Linked DNA regions of Arachis hypogaea: region 1 is linked to region 2. Evidence: chromatin contacts called from public Hi-C data. All regions are on one chromosome and are shown on one strand. The core of a region is the stretch at or near the end of the contact, and the rest is flanking DNA. Distances in the headings are between cores, read along the strand shown.

The links. A called contact is a pair of places that touch in the nucleus more often than the background predicts.
Region 1: a contact with region 2 is called in a Hi-C map of an unstated tissue, with 3 times the contacts expected there. The contact joins the promoter of LOC112733015 here to the promoter of LOC112733009 in region 2. A contact is called at or near these places in 3 of 8 Hi-C or Micro-C datasets (leaf and an unstated tissue).

The regions. Positions count from the first base shown.
Region 1 is chr13:121,427,762-121,434,566 of arahy.Tifrunner.gnm2.J5K5, reverse strand. LOC112733015 (ammonium transporter 3 member 1) reads right to left here and starts at 3,452. Exons shown (of 4, transcript XR_011869931.1): 1 at 2,559-3,452; 2 at 1,557-1,842; 3 at 859-1,478; 4 at 516-645.
Region 2 is chr13:121,135,558-121,142,781 of arahy.Tifrunner.gnm2.J5K5, reverse strand. It overlaps LOC112733009 (protein PSK SIMULATOR 1), which reads left to right and starts at 4,079. Exons shown (of 12, transcript XM_025781853.3): 1 at 4,079-5,039; 2 at 6,422-6,747; 3 at 6,829-6,921; 4 at 7,058-7,148. The coding sequence starts at 4,764.

The DNA of each region.
Region 1 (6,805 bases), core at 2,203-4,702, 290 kb before region 2:
TCACCTCATCTTCTAGCTTAGAAGTTAAATTTTCTACACATATAGGCTTTGCTGATACTATATGCTATAAAAATGTCCATATAGAATTGCACAATATAATCCCCCATTACCTTTATTCTTCTTGTCTATGGCTTCCTTCTATTTTTTTAGGAGATTCGAATCTACGAGCTCTTAAATTTTTTTTTTTCCCTTTCTTTACCGGTACAATATTTAATATTTTGTATGGACCTTAATAACATTCTGGCAAAAGCAAATAGAGGTGGAGTAAGGCGAGATCATGAGAAAAAATTAGGGTCCACTACCTAACATCATTGTTAGGGTATGGGCTTATTATTGCACATTATTACCTGAATTTGTGAGGCCCATTAACTGAAAAAATTCTTCTAAATTGGAAAAATTAATAAAATAAAAAAGTAAAAATTAAATTAGGTGTGAATTTTACTATTTGATTAAAGAGGAATAAAATTCCCACCTTTTCAGTTTAGCAATCTTTTTCTCTAGAAGAATCTTGATTTCAAAAATAAAAAGACGTGACATACATTTAATTTATAGCTGAGGATATATACCTTAGAAAACAAGAATAAATAGTTACAAAAAAAAAAAAAGGTACAAAAATACAAGGACTACAATATTACAATAAGGGAGCTACTCAAATGAAGATGCAAAAAACATCTTTTTATGAAGATGCTTTGTATAAAAGTGTGATTTATTGATTTGGCCACACTTCAAATAAAAACAACACTTTTATAACATATCAAAATCTAACCCTACACTCCATCATCTAAGGGTCAAAAAGAAAAATCATCACATGAAGACAATTATAATATCTTCATGGGAGTACCCACCTTACAATAATACATACCAAGTTACCAACAGCACAAGTATAAAGAGAAAATGGAATCCTGTGTTGGATTTTTGTAATAAGGAATATGCATGTCCGCACATGCATCATTGAGTCCCCTAGACAACTTGAGTGGCACCACTGGAAGCCATTGCCATTCCATGCTGGGTGGTGTCATCTTTGTAGAGGCTAAGTTTCTCTCCGTCACCCCATAAGGCATAAGCTTCTTCTCCGTGAACTGCATCATCACCAATCAGCAACTCTTCATCCGTCATTCTCAAAGGAACCACCAACTTCACCACCACACAAATTATGGAGGTGGCTACCAAATTCCATCCAATGACGAACAATCCTCCAACCAATTGCTTCAGGATTTGAACTCCCCCAGCCGACCCTCCGTACACCGCTCCTCTAGAGTTGGTCACCGCAAGAAACAGGGAACTCAGCCGTGGCTCCGCGAGAAACCCCGTGAGGATGCCGCCCAGGAGTCCGGCGACGGCGTGGGTGTGGAAGACGGCGAGAGTGTCGTCGACTATTTGGAAGATTGTGAGCTTCTTGCCCAATACCATCATGGTGTACCATGGCACACTTCCTGATAGAACTCCCATAACTATGGCTGCCCATCCTTGAACCAGACCTATATTATTCAACAACAAATGAAACCATATCAGATCTAAGAGGAAGAATCGAAAGAGTTGAGGGGTGGATAGCGTACCTGCGGCGGGAGTGATGCAAACGAGGCCAGTAATCATGCCCTGAACGGCTCCAATAACGGAGGGCTTGTTGAAGAATATGACATCAAGCCACGTCCACACTAAGAGGCTGGTGGCGGCGCACACGTTCGTGTTCAGCACCGCCATCGATGAGTCTATGTTGGCCGAGTACGGGTCCCCTCCGTTGAACCCTGCCCACCCCAGCCACAGCAGCCCCGCCCCTGTCAGCGTTAGCAGCACGTTGTTTGGTGGGAACCTCTCCCTGTCCTTCTTCGACCTTGGCCCAACCTACACGTGTCCATGCATCCAATTTTATCCATAAAAAAATGTAAGTATTTTATTAAAATTTAATCAATATTTAATAAAAATAAATAAATAATTTTATATTATTCTATATGATTTTATATTATTAAAAATATTAATAATAATTAATTAATAACTATAAATTATAAAATTTATTACCACTGGTACTTTTTTTTGTTAAAAAAAATGTTAAATGATCATTATATATTAATTATGTTTTTTTTAGTATTTTGTCAGTAACAATTTTCCGATATTTTACACATAAAAGATATTTTTGATATACAATAAACAGATCATGACATTATGCGCATAAAAAATACTAAAAATTCTTTCCCAAGAATTTCTCATTTATTAATCGGCTAGACAGACTACGCACGTAATCGTATATACATAATCTCTTCTCTCTCATATATTAGTACTAGTAGAAAGTGAGATATTGAGGAGAAACAAACACCACCAAACGATTCGTTTCTGTTCATTATATAACTATAAACGGCGGCAACAACTTTTTGGTTTTGAGTTTTCAAAAAAGACACAAAAGAAACTTCTCTGCAAACTACATGCCAGAAAAGTCAACAGAACTCATTTTTCTAAATTTACGGAAGTGAAGTGGTCAAAAGTTTGACAAAAGGAATTAAATGGGTGCGTGTAACAGTTTAAGGTAAGGAAAGAAGGAGAAGAGTATAGTAAATTATTTATACCCAATAAGCGGCGGTGAAGCCTGCAACGCCGGAGGAAAGATGGATGACGTAACCACCAGAGTAGTCCATAACACCCCACTGGAACAAGAAGCCACCACCCCACAAGCTGAACGCGCCTATGGTGTACGAGAAAGTCAACCATAACGGCACGAACATCATCCACGCCTTGAAGTTCATCCTAGCCAGCACCGAGCCGGCCAGTATGACCACAGCGATGGCTGCGAAAACGCACTGAAACCACACCATGGTGGCCATGGGATAATATGGCTCAATCTCCGCCGTCTCCAGAGCCCCCGTGTTGTAGTAATGAGGCGTTGCGGGGAGCGCGGCCTGCTTGATGAGGAACTTCTGGCCCAAGGCGGGCCCAGCTTTACCCCAGAAGGGCAGGAGCTTGTCCCCAAAGGACATCTTGTAGGCCCAAGTGACCCAGCATATGACAACCGCGGCGAATGCGTAGAGGGCCATGAAGGCGGAGTTGACGGCCCATTTCTTCTTGACTATGCTTCCGTACAAGATGACTAATCCGGGCATGCTCTGTATCCCCACCAGGGTGGCTGACACCATCTGCCATGCGTTGTCCCCTTTGTTTAGCCAGTCCGGTACTGCTGGACTCGTCCATGCTTGGTATGCTACCGGCAAAGGGGTACCTGCACTGGCCATTATCCCTGATTATCAATCTCAACCACTACTGCCTCGTCTTTTATAGTCGGTAGCTTAGGAATAATAATACCTAATTACAACCATTGTGATTATGAGTGTGGGAAAATAAAATGGAGTCAAGTTGACGAAGAGCCTCACCTCACCGTTGACCACACGATATATCTATTATATTTTATTTGGTGACATGATTAATATTATGGATCTCAAATTAATTATACAGCATTAATTAATATTAAGAAAAATGGATAAATTGATTCTTAATTTTTTCTTCCGCAAATATTTAAGTTTTTTATTTTTTTTTTATTTTGATACATCTATCTCTAAATATAATTTATCTTATTTTAAAAATTTTACTACGTGTGCATTCGTACGTGATTACAGCAAAAATCACGTTTAATTTTATATTAGAATACCAAAAATTTAAATATATTTTTAAATTTTAAAAAAATTTATAAATTAAAAATTCAAAAACTTATTTATTTATTTTTTTAATATTGCTTTGCAAGCGAATTTTAGTATTTTACACATCAGTACTAATACCAAATGGCGTGGCATAATTTTGGAGGGATGGAAGAGAGGCCAATTAATTGTGGTGTATGTTAGCCAGGTTGGCATGATGTGACGTACAAGTAATTAAGTACCATTAATTAGTCATTTAGGGCTAGCTTTGGTATATAAAATGAAGGGGAAAAAGAAGGAAAAACTGCGGCATGTGAAATGTGATATTGGGCAAGTGAATCTGTATCTTTTGTTCACTTGTTAAAGCTTTAATTAAGCGGAATCTCATGACGCAGCTTGGATCGTATTGGCAACTGTATATTCTCAAGATTCCTTAAACCCCTTTAGCTTAGACAGACTGGCGAATCGCATGTACACCACCAAGTCACCAACACAGAAAATTTCATTTTTTTTTCTATTTTTTTCGAAAATAAATATTTAGAATAATGATATATACTGATATACATGTTGTTTGCACTTTGAACTGCAACGATATTAGCACATGCACGTATGTATTTAATAGCACACTTAGAGGTCTAGTCCGATTCGTTCAAAATTTTTTTTAAATTATTTTTAATTTAAATAATTTTAACATTCAAGTTAAATGATTTAGAGTCACATGTTTTTTTTTTCACTTTTTTTCTTTTTTCACGCTTCTTCTATTTTTTTTTTTTAAATCTACGCATATTTCTTTCTTTCTTTCTTTTTCTTTTGTTATCGTAATCACCAACAACAACATCTCATCCTCCTTCTTTTCTTATTTGAATTTTTTTTCTTTCTTTTTCTTTTTCTCCTTCTCCTTTTCCATTATCATCGTTATCGTTATCATTATTTTTTTCTTATACCAATCGTCGTTATCACTATCGTCGTTATTGTTATTGTTATTGTTGAATTTTTGCCATGTTGATGATGTTGTTTGATCCAAAATTGATTTTTGATGTGTTTTTGTTCATGATCGAGTCTTATTTGTGTGATTGTTTTTGAACTGAGTTAATTGTGTCGCAATTATTATGTAATTTTTGTTTATTTCTGAGTTAATTGTGTCGCAATCATTATATAATTTCGGTTCATTTATTAGTGAATTAAGGTGCATTTGGTAGGGGTGAGCACGGGTCGGTTTGGTTCGGGTTCAAGGTAAAATTAGAATCGAACCGATCAAAAAGTAATTGGTTTGGTTTGGTTCGGATTTGCATTTTTTGTGTTTGTACCCAAACCAAACCAAACCGATTAAGAGCGGATTGGTTCGGTTCGGGTAGCGGGTACCCGATGACTTTAAAATTCATATAAAAAAAAACCAAATTGGCAAATTTTTATCTTAAAAATTCAAGAAATATAATAAACATGTAACATCAGCAGAAATAATGCAAACATATTAAATACCAAATATATTAAAAACTAAACTCATCAAAATCCAAACATACTAATAGTAAATAATATTGTCTAATGAAAATATAAAAGTGTAATAGAAATATTAGAAGTTAAATACAAAAGTCTAGTGAATAATTTTTGAAAGAAGCTAAAACCAAAACACATTAAAATCTAAACATTAGTGAGATAGGATTAGGGTTATGAGTTAGAAAACACATCAAAAGTCATATATATATATATATATATTATTTAATTAATTATGATCGGATATACGGGTTGGTTCGAGTTTCGCGCCCCCAAAACCGATACCCAAACCAATCATCAGCAAATGTCATTGGTTTGGTTCGGGTTGGACCCGATTACCCGTCGGTTCCAGAACCAATTTTATTGGTTTGGTTCGGGTTCGGGTGGGTAATCGGGTACCCGCTACCCGTGCTCACCCAAGCATTTGGACTCATAGTCATGCACAGCTCAAAACTCTTTCTCCTCATCTTCTATTGCTTCTTCTTCTTCTTTTTTATCTTTTTCTTTTTCATCTTCACCTTCTTATTTCATTTTCTCAAAATTCTTTTTGATTTACTCTCTTGAGAAGAATAAAACCAAGAAAAAGAGAAGAAAATATCAAACAAAAAAAACATATTAATGACGTTGTCTGATCCAAAATTCATTTTGAATGTATTTTTATTCATAATTCAGTCTTGTTTGTGTGCTTGTTTTCGAATTGAGTTTGTGTGTCGCAATCATTATGGTAAATTTCGGTTTATTTCTGAGTTAATTATGTCGCAATTGTTATGTAATTTCGATTCATTTCTGAAGTAATTATGTCGCAATCATTATATAATTTCTGAGTGAATTAAGGTGCATTTGGACTCGTTGTCCTGCATAATTCAAAACTCTTTCTCTTCTTCCTCCTCTTCTTCTACTTCTTCTTCTTCTTCTTTTTCATCTTTTTCTTCTTCATCTTCTCCTTCTTATTTCATTTTCTCAAAATTCTTCTTGATTTACTCAAATTTAACACAATTTCTGAGTTTGTGTTAAATTTGAGTTTAGCTCTTGGACAAGGCCTTAAAAAATCAGTAAAATTAAATAAAAAAAACATAACAAGAAATAGTGAGTACAATGAATATTTCCTAAGTGTTTGTTTGGGCACTATTATTTTGATAAAAAAAAAATCTTTTTTTATTTTTTAGCGTGTTTGGCAAATTTCGAGTAGTAAAAGTAAAAGTACTAAAAAAATCAGAAAAACATCTTTTTTTAGAAGCTGTAATTTATATCTTTTTTTAAAAGATATTTTTTTCTTAAAAAAAGATGTTTTTCATGTAATAAATAAACAAAAAAGTACTTTTATATTGTTATATCCAAACATAATTGTTAGATAAAAAGATCTTTTTGCATGAGATACCCAAACATAAAATTACTTTTACTTTTCTATAAGATCTTTTAAAAAAAGATAACTCAAAAAATATCTTTTTTTAAAAGCTCACCCAAACAAGCCCTAAGTATTCTACAAAGGCAAAGAAAAAAAATATTTCATCAACCTTCACAACCCCAGAAAATGAAATCTCCCTATGAATTATAAATTTAATATAAGATACCATAAATATATTCCTTTTCTCCAAAAGGTCCTTTTTAATCTTTTTTTCTGTTGTAACTAAATTCTCCTCGGTTGAACTTGAAATTCACATGCAAAAATCTCTAAGTTCATGTTGGAAATCTTTTAT
Region 2 (7,224 bases), core at 2,830-5,329:
TAAAAATAAAATTTAAATGAAATAGAAGATTTTTAAAAAAATATATTTTAAATATTAAAAAAAATATTATAAACTATAATAATAGTTTATTCTTTATTCGTTTATTGTACTCATAGTCAGGGCCAACCATAGATGGGGTTACGGTATTGTTAATAAAATATTAAAATGGTATTTAAAAGTTTATTTTATTGACAAAAAATAACTCTAAAAAATATTAATAATAAAAATATTATTAAAAAATTTAAAAATATGATAAATAAATTACTAAAAGATTTAAAAATATAACAAAAAAATAGATATTATGAAAAATACTTTAGAGAACATATTTTGATTTTTTTTACGAGTAACATATTAGAAAAATAAAATATTTTCATCTTCAAAATTTAGTAATTTTATATCAACTATTTTTGTTTTATTGTGAATGATCAATTCTTTTTTAAAAAAATAAAAAATCTAACGATCAAATTATGCTTCAAATCTTTTTTGCACTTTTTAAATTCTTATTCAAATGTTGTCGAAAGAATTCGGAACAAATAAATAAATTATTTGTTAAATATAAAATTTTTTTGTTATTTATATAAAATATAATATTTATTAATTATTTTTGTCATAATTTTAAATTATTAAAAATTACTTTATTGATAATATTTTTTAAAAATTTTTTATATTTTTTGAATATCGAATTAGTAGTTAACTCTATATGATTTTTATTTGCATACAGTAGCAAACTCATAAATTATATTGTCCTACGAATCACTTGACTTAAGGTCCTGAGCGAATAGGTTAGTTTAACAAGTTAATTGAGAAACAGTGTAGTTAAAAAATTACTTGGCAGCGAATTAATTAAAGAATAAAAAAAATTGATCAAAGAATGGTTGAACGGTATAATTTTTTAATAATGATTTAAAATAATAAAATATAAAAAAATTATTTATATATGATATATTATTTTATTATATTTAGTTTAAATTCGATTGAATTTTTAACTTTAAAACATCTATTTTTACTAGTTTAATGACTGGATTGGTTTTTAGAATTTTTGTTTCAATTCTTTTTTTTTTAAGCAAAAGAGCTTAACACACTAATGTGGAGCAAATAGCAACAAATAATAAACAACAAGCAAGCAACTCTAAAAAGTACCATAACCCAAAGAAAAGAAAAAAAATATGCATGTCATCTTTAGTATAGCGATCAACAACACTAGGAATGTACAACTCTCCACTCGTCGCAGCTAAGCATGGTCATGTTAATGATATTTTCTACGCCTTTGCTTTTATTCTGAAATATCCTCTTATTCCTTTCCATCCAAATGTGACAAATGATCGCATAGAAGCACCTCAAACGCTGCTTTCGACCCTCTTTTCTATGCGGCTCATCTGTCCAACTTAGGAAGTGGTCCTTCACTAATCCCGGAAAAGACCAGTGTCGGTCAAACACAGATATCCAAGCAAATTCACAGCCAAAAAACAAGTGATGTACTTGCTCAACATCCTTATTACATAAAACACAACTCTTATCATCCTGTCTAATAATCTCGAACCGATTGTTCCTTAGTATTCACTCTGTCTATCAGGACAAACCAAGCAAACAGCTCCATCCTTGATAGAACCAACCCTTTCCAAATGGTCTTCGTGAAGTTGTAACTAGTAATATCCTCTGATAGCATTTCTTCTTGTAGCACCTGCATAAAAGAGTTAGTCGAAAAGATACCAAGTCTATCACACAACTCTATCCTCTCTATTATTCGCTAGCCTCACAAGTCTCAAAGGCTCATGTAACAGACTCAGAAGGTCTAATTCCTACTGAAATAGCTCTCGCCTCTATTTGTTTCAATTCTATTCTAAAAATTTTCTATTTATATTAAATATATTTGGATAGTTGATTTTTTAAATAATTTAAGACTAATTTAATAATAACTTCACATAGATAAAAACAAAATTCTTTACCTGACTATTATTTGTCAAACATTATAGTTAGATTGATCATAAATTTTTTAAAAACTTAACTATCAAAAATAGAATGAATATCAATTAAAAACTTTTAAAATAAAATTAAAATAAATAAAATTTAAAAAATTTTTGTTTAAAACTTTTTTTTTGAAGTAAAGAGCTCGACACACAAGGTGGAGCATTAAAGCAATATGACAACCCCTAGTCATCTTCGACAATGCCATCAACAACCATAGGGTTCACCGCCAAGCCATTCATCAGCGAATTCGAAAGATCTGTTCAGACTTTCTTCCACACAAGATGCTTGGGTTTTAAAAATTCTACAATTTCTTTCTAGCCAAATTGTCCATATAACAGACAGAATTCAATGAACCATCGCTTCTTCTCATCCTTTCGCACTGTCCCATTCGTTCAATTTTAAAAGTGCTCCTTTAATGAACCTGGCATTGTCCAAAGCCTCCCAAGAGCGAACAACCAAACACTCCACACCTGTCAAGTGAGCTCACACCCAAAAAACAAATGAAACGCAGTCTCTTCAGACTTACAGTATAACACGTACAAATTATCATGCGGTGCTATAACGCCTAATCTACATAATCTATCTTTAGTATTCATCCTACCGACCAACACAAACCAAGCAAATAGCTCGATCTTTGGAGGTACAAATTCTCTCTAAATAGCACTACATGTTTAAAACTTTATTATTAATCAATAAATTACTACATGTTTGATGGTTATTTTTTTTACGTGCACGAAATAATTTTTTATACATATACATTCTATTTTATGCACATAAAATACTCTATCCGTTTTATTGTTGCGTAAACAAGTTGCTTAAAAGCTTGTGTGTTGTTGGCGTGGGGCGGATGCCTGGTCTGCTCTCATTCTTTCTTTCAGTCAGAGGTCTTTGGTTGACTTTCCTTAATTAGGCTTTCTAGATATATTTTCCATTTGTTTTCTTGATTAACTATGGAATAATTAATTTATATTGGTGGAATTGTCTGTTTAAATAAATATAAAAAATTTGAATGATTCACGACGAATTAATTTTTTTCACCGTTAGACTAAAAAATATCGCAAACAATATCAAAAAAAACCACGGAATAATATTTTAACGGACGCACCTAATAATGAAGCTATAACAAAAAGAGACTTTCCTACCCATTACACCGGCTATGTTCAAGGTTGTTATGATAGCATAGCCTAGGCAATGATGTAGTAACAAATTTGATTTGAAGCGTAGAAATAAGAGGAGACAAAACAATAGTAAACGGTAAATGATTAAAACAAAGCAAAAAGGTTCGTTACACACGAGAATAGGTCAATAATGTTTCGTTCCCACTGCCGCTTTGCTTCTTCCACGAGTTATTTCACTTCCTACGCTGCTTGCAATTTTTCGTAGCCATTTGTCATGTTCACAACCAACGTCAATGACTTTGCTTTTGGTTTATCAACAAATTGAATTTCTTCCGCAAATCATCAAAGCACCCACTTGCAACACCACAATAAAGAATTACATATTTAAGAAAAATACTAGATTTTTAATATTTAACTAATTCTTTAATTTATATAAAAAATATTATATGTATTTTAAAAATTAACTATCAAATCAATATATATTCTACATAAATAGTTAATTTAATAGTTAATTTTTTATATATAAATAGTATAATTAATTTTTTAATATTATAATTATTGACCTTTAACACTCTCTTTAATTTAACTATTATAATCAACAAAATAACAAATATATTTATTTTTGTCTCTTACTCTTTAACCCAATAATAATGATAGCCAAAGAACATAATCTTTTCACTTATTTAGAGGTTATGGGTTCGAGTCTCACTCGTAACTTTAAAAAAAAAGTTAATAATAATGATCTTAAAAAAAATTAATAAGTGAATATTAAAGGCATTTCTTAAATTATATATTCAAATAAAAAAATTACTATTTGATTTAACAATCATGTTAAGTGTATATAAAAATTAATTATTAAAATTAATAATTAATATAAAATATAAAATATATATAAATATATAATAATTGATACTATTAAATAATTTTAATATATAAATAATATTTTTGCTGATCTAAAAACCATAAAAGAATAAAAAGACCAATCAAAACGCAATGTTAATGGACTTATGGCCTTATGGGGGTGTATGTATTTGAAGAAAGTTTAGAAACGAATGATGAGTAATGAGTATAAATAAATAGGAAGTGTTATGTTATGCATCGTTGGCATTGACGATGCGCAAGAAACGAAGATGGAGTAACTGGCATTTAGCAAAGTTGATTGGTAGGTCAGAGATGTTCAAAGTGTTCAAGTATTTTGAGCTCTCTCTTGCATTTGCAGTCCAATGCTTTCTGTATAGTCACTCACAACGCTACTCTTCTTAGCGTTTTCTTACTTCTCACTGCTAAACTTAGACCTACCACACCACACACACGCCGCCTCATGTCTCTTTGATTCTCTCTCTCTTAAATAAAAACTATGTTTTTGCTCTCTCCCATCCCTTCTTTTTTCTTATTTATTTATTATTATATTATTATTCTACTTAGCTCAAACCAATGGCAACTTGACTGTGGACTTTTTCTTCTCTTTGTTCCAATCCCAGAATCCCTTTTCTCCTCCTCTTCCCTCCCTTTCTATTATTCCTTTCGCCACCAACATTGAAACCCTTCTTCTTTATTGATTCCTGATTTGGATGAACATACACAGTTGCTACTCTATACCCATTTCTTGTTTTTCGGGATTTTAACTCTGCTGCTGGATGCCCCAGTTACTCAGAGATTGAAACTTTGATATAATATATGGGGGGTCTTTGTTCCAAATCTGCCAAGGGTGGTGACAGGGTGGTTGCCACCACAGATGGCGCCAAAGAAAACCATAAGAGCTACAAGACCACCGTGCCTTCTGATTTGGCACCTGCACCTCACACAAAGGAGGACAATAACAAACATGAACATGGTGCTGAGAATGCTGCAGGGACTGGTGCTGATGAATTCTATGATGGAATCCCACGCTATAATGATTCTTTTCCGAATAAGTCAAGGTCTGTAAGGTCAAGGCAGACTGCTGTTGCAAAGGTTGGTGTGTTTGATGCTCCTTTTTTCAGTTTCATCTTTCCTTTTTTTCCTTGTTCATAACATTCTTTGCAATTTGATGAATAGATCAGGGTGAGTGGAAGTGTGGAGGAGGATAACGATTGTTCCTAGAAATACATCTTTAGATTCTTTCTTTGCAATTTAAGGGTTTGATTACTATGTTGCTGGTAATCAAAAGATTCGTTAGTTTTATGTTAAGCATTTGATTCCGATTGATAGGTTGGCATTTTGGGAATGTAATTCTAACTAAAGTGGTTTTTTGAGATGGGGATGTCTATATTTTTGAATGATGAATGATTTGATTATTAGTATAATAGGATTGGATTCGACTATTAAATGTCACACTAAGACGGCAATCCCTGCCACAACATTGAGTTCTATTTTCATTCCAACCAAATCTTGACATTGTCAATTTAACTGGCATATTTGATAGGGGAAGGAACATTTGTCTTATGGTTTAACTCTCATGGTAGCTTGCTTTGTTGTTTCGTTTCCTTTATCTTTAGTTTCTTCATGTGTGCACATGCATCCATATCTGCAAACCTCGAATAATTGAAAACTACACTATGCAAATGTATAGATCTTGATATAATTTAAAATATACTGCAAACAGTATCTAATTATTTCTTGACAATATTTAAAGTTTGTTATTTAATTCCATTTGGAGAAATATGCTTGAAGCTTGCAGGACTGTAATGTTATCCGCGGCAATTCTTTATTGTGCCTAGGTTGTGTGTTCGTACATCAAATTAAATTCAGAACAATTGTCTTTGTTAACTAGTTCTAAGTAGAGTGATTATAGGTAAAGTATACTTTTTCTTCAAAAATATCCTAACGTTTAATTTTATTTAATTTTGTCCTTAACGTTTTTGATTTATTCAATTTTGTTCCTGATGTTTCCGATTTATGTGAAAAGTACCCCTGGATGTTTCCAACTTTATCCCAAAAGTCTTAGATGGAGTTAATGTCCAGGGGTAATTTTGACACAAATCGAGAACATTAAAGATAAAATTGAATGAGATTAAACGTTAGGGGTATTTTTGATGAAAATCACAAATTTTAGGGACAAAAAGAATACTTTATCCCTGATTAGAAAGCAACTGGCATCTAAAAAAAGAAACAAAAGATCAGTTGCGGTGATGAGAGGAGCTGACATTTACAAGCCTTATGTAGTAACCTGAGATTTATATATTATTTGGGTGTAGGGTTTATAGATGCAGATTTACTGTTTAATTATTAGTATTTAGGGACTCTGTAATTGTGATGTTTGTGTATTGGATATCTTATTTCACTGGGAAAGAGAATGGTTAGAAATATATTATCATTGGAGAAGAATGAAGAGGTACTAAATCTTTCTACTTCAGGTTTCAGAGGTGAGTTCACGTCTGGGCAGAGCCGGTACTTATGGAATTGGGAAGGCAGTTGATGTTTTGGACACTCTTGGTAGCAGCATGACAAGTTTAAATGCTGGCAATGGGTTCGTTTCGGGCACTGTGACAAAAGGGAATGAAATTACTATCTTAGCATTTGAGGTAGCAAACACAATTGTGAAGGCTTCTAATCTTATGGAATCTCTTTCTCCTACAAGTATTAAGCACCTGAAAGAAGAGGTGCTTCCTTTAGAGGCTGTGCAAGATTTGGTATCAAAGGATACGGATGAACTTCTAAGAATTGTTGCTGCAGATAAGAGGTAAATATCAGCTTCTGTTCCATCAATTGTTTTAGCACGAGAAAATGGCAACTGCATTTGATTTTCTGTTGATGCTTTTAGGGAGGAGTTGAAAGTTTTTTCTGATGAAGTGATTCGATTTGGAAATCGTTCAAAGGATCCTCAGTGGCACAACTTGGACCGTTACTTTGAGAAGTAATATAAATTGTACTCACTAAATTTGTCTTATTATTGAGCCTTTCAGAAAAATATTTTTTAACCCTTTATATCATTGGTTGTTCTGACCCTTTTTGTTCCTTTTTTTGTCTTTTCCTTTTAATTATGAATTTAGAATTAGCAGAGAACTTAATCCTCAAAGACAATCAAGGGATGAGGCAGAATTGATCATGCAGCAATTGATGAACTGGGTTCAATTTACGGCTGTGAGTGTATTCCTTTGCTAAAGAAATATTTACTATTGCTCCAGGACTGATTTACTTCTGAAGCTCAAATGTAGTA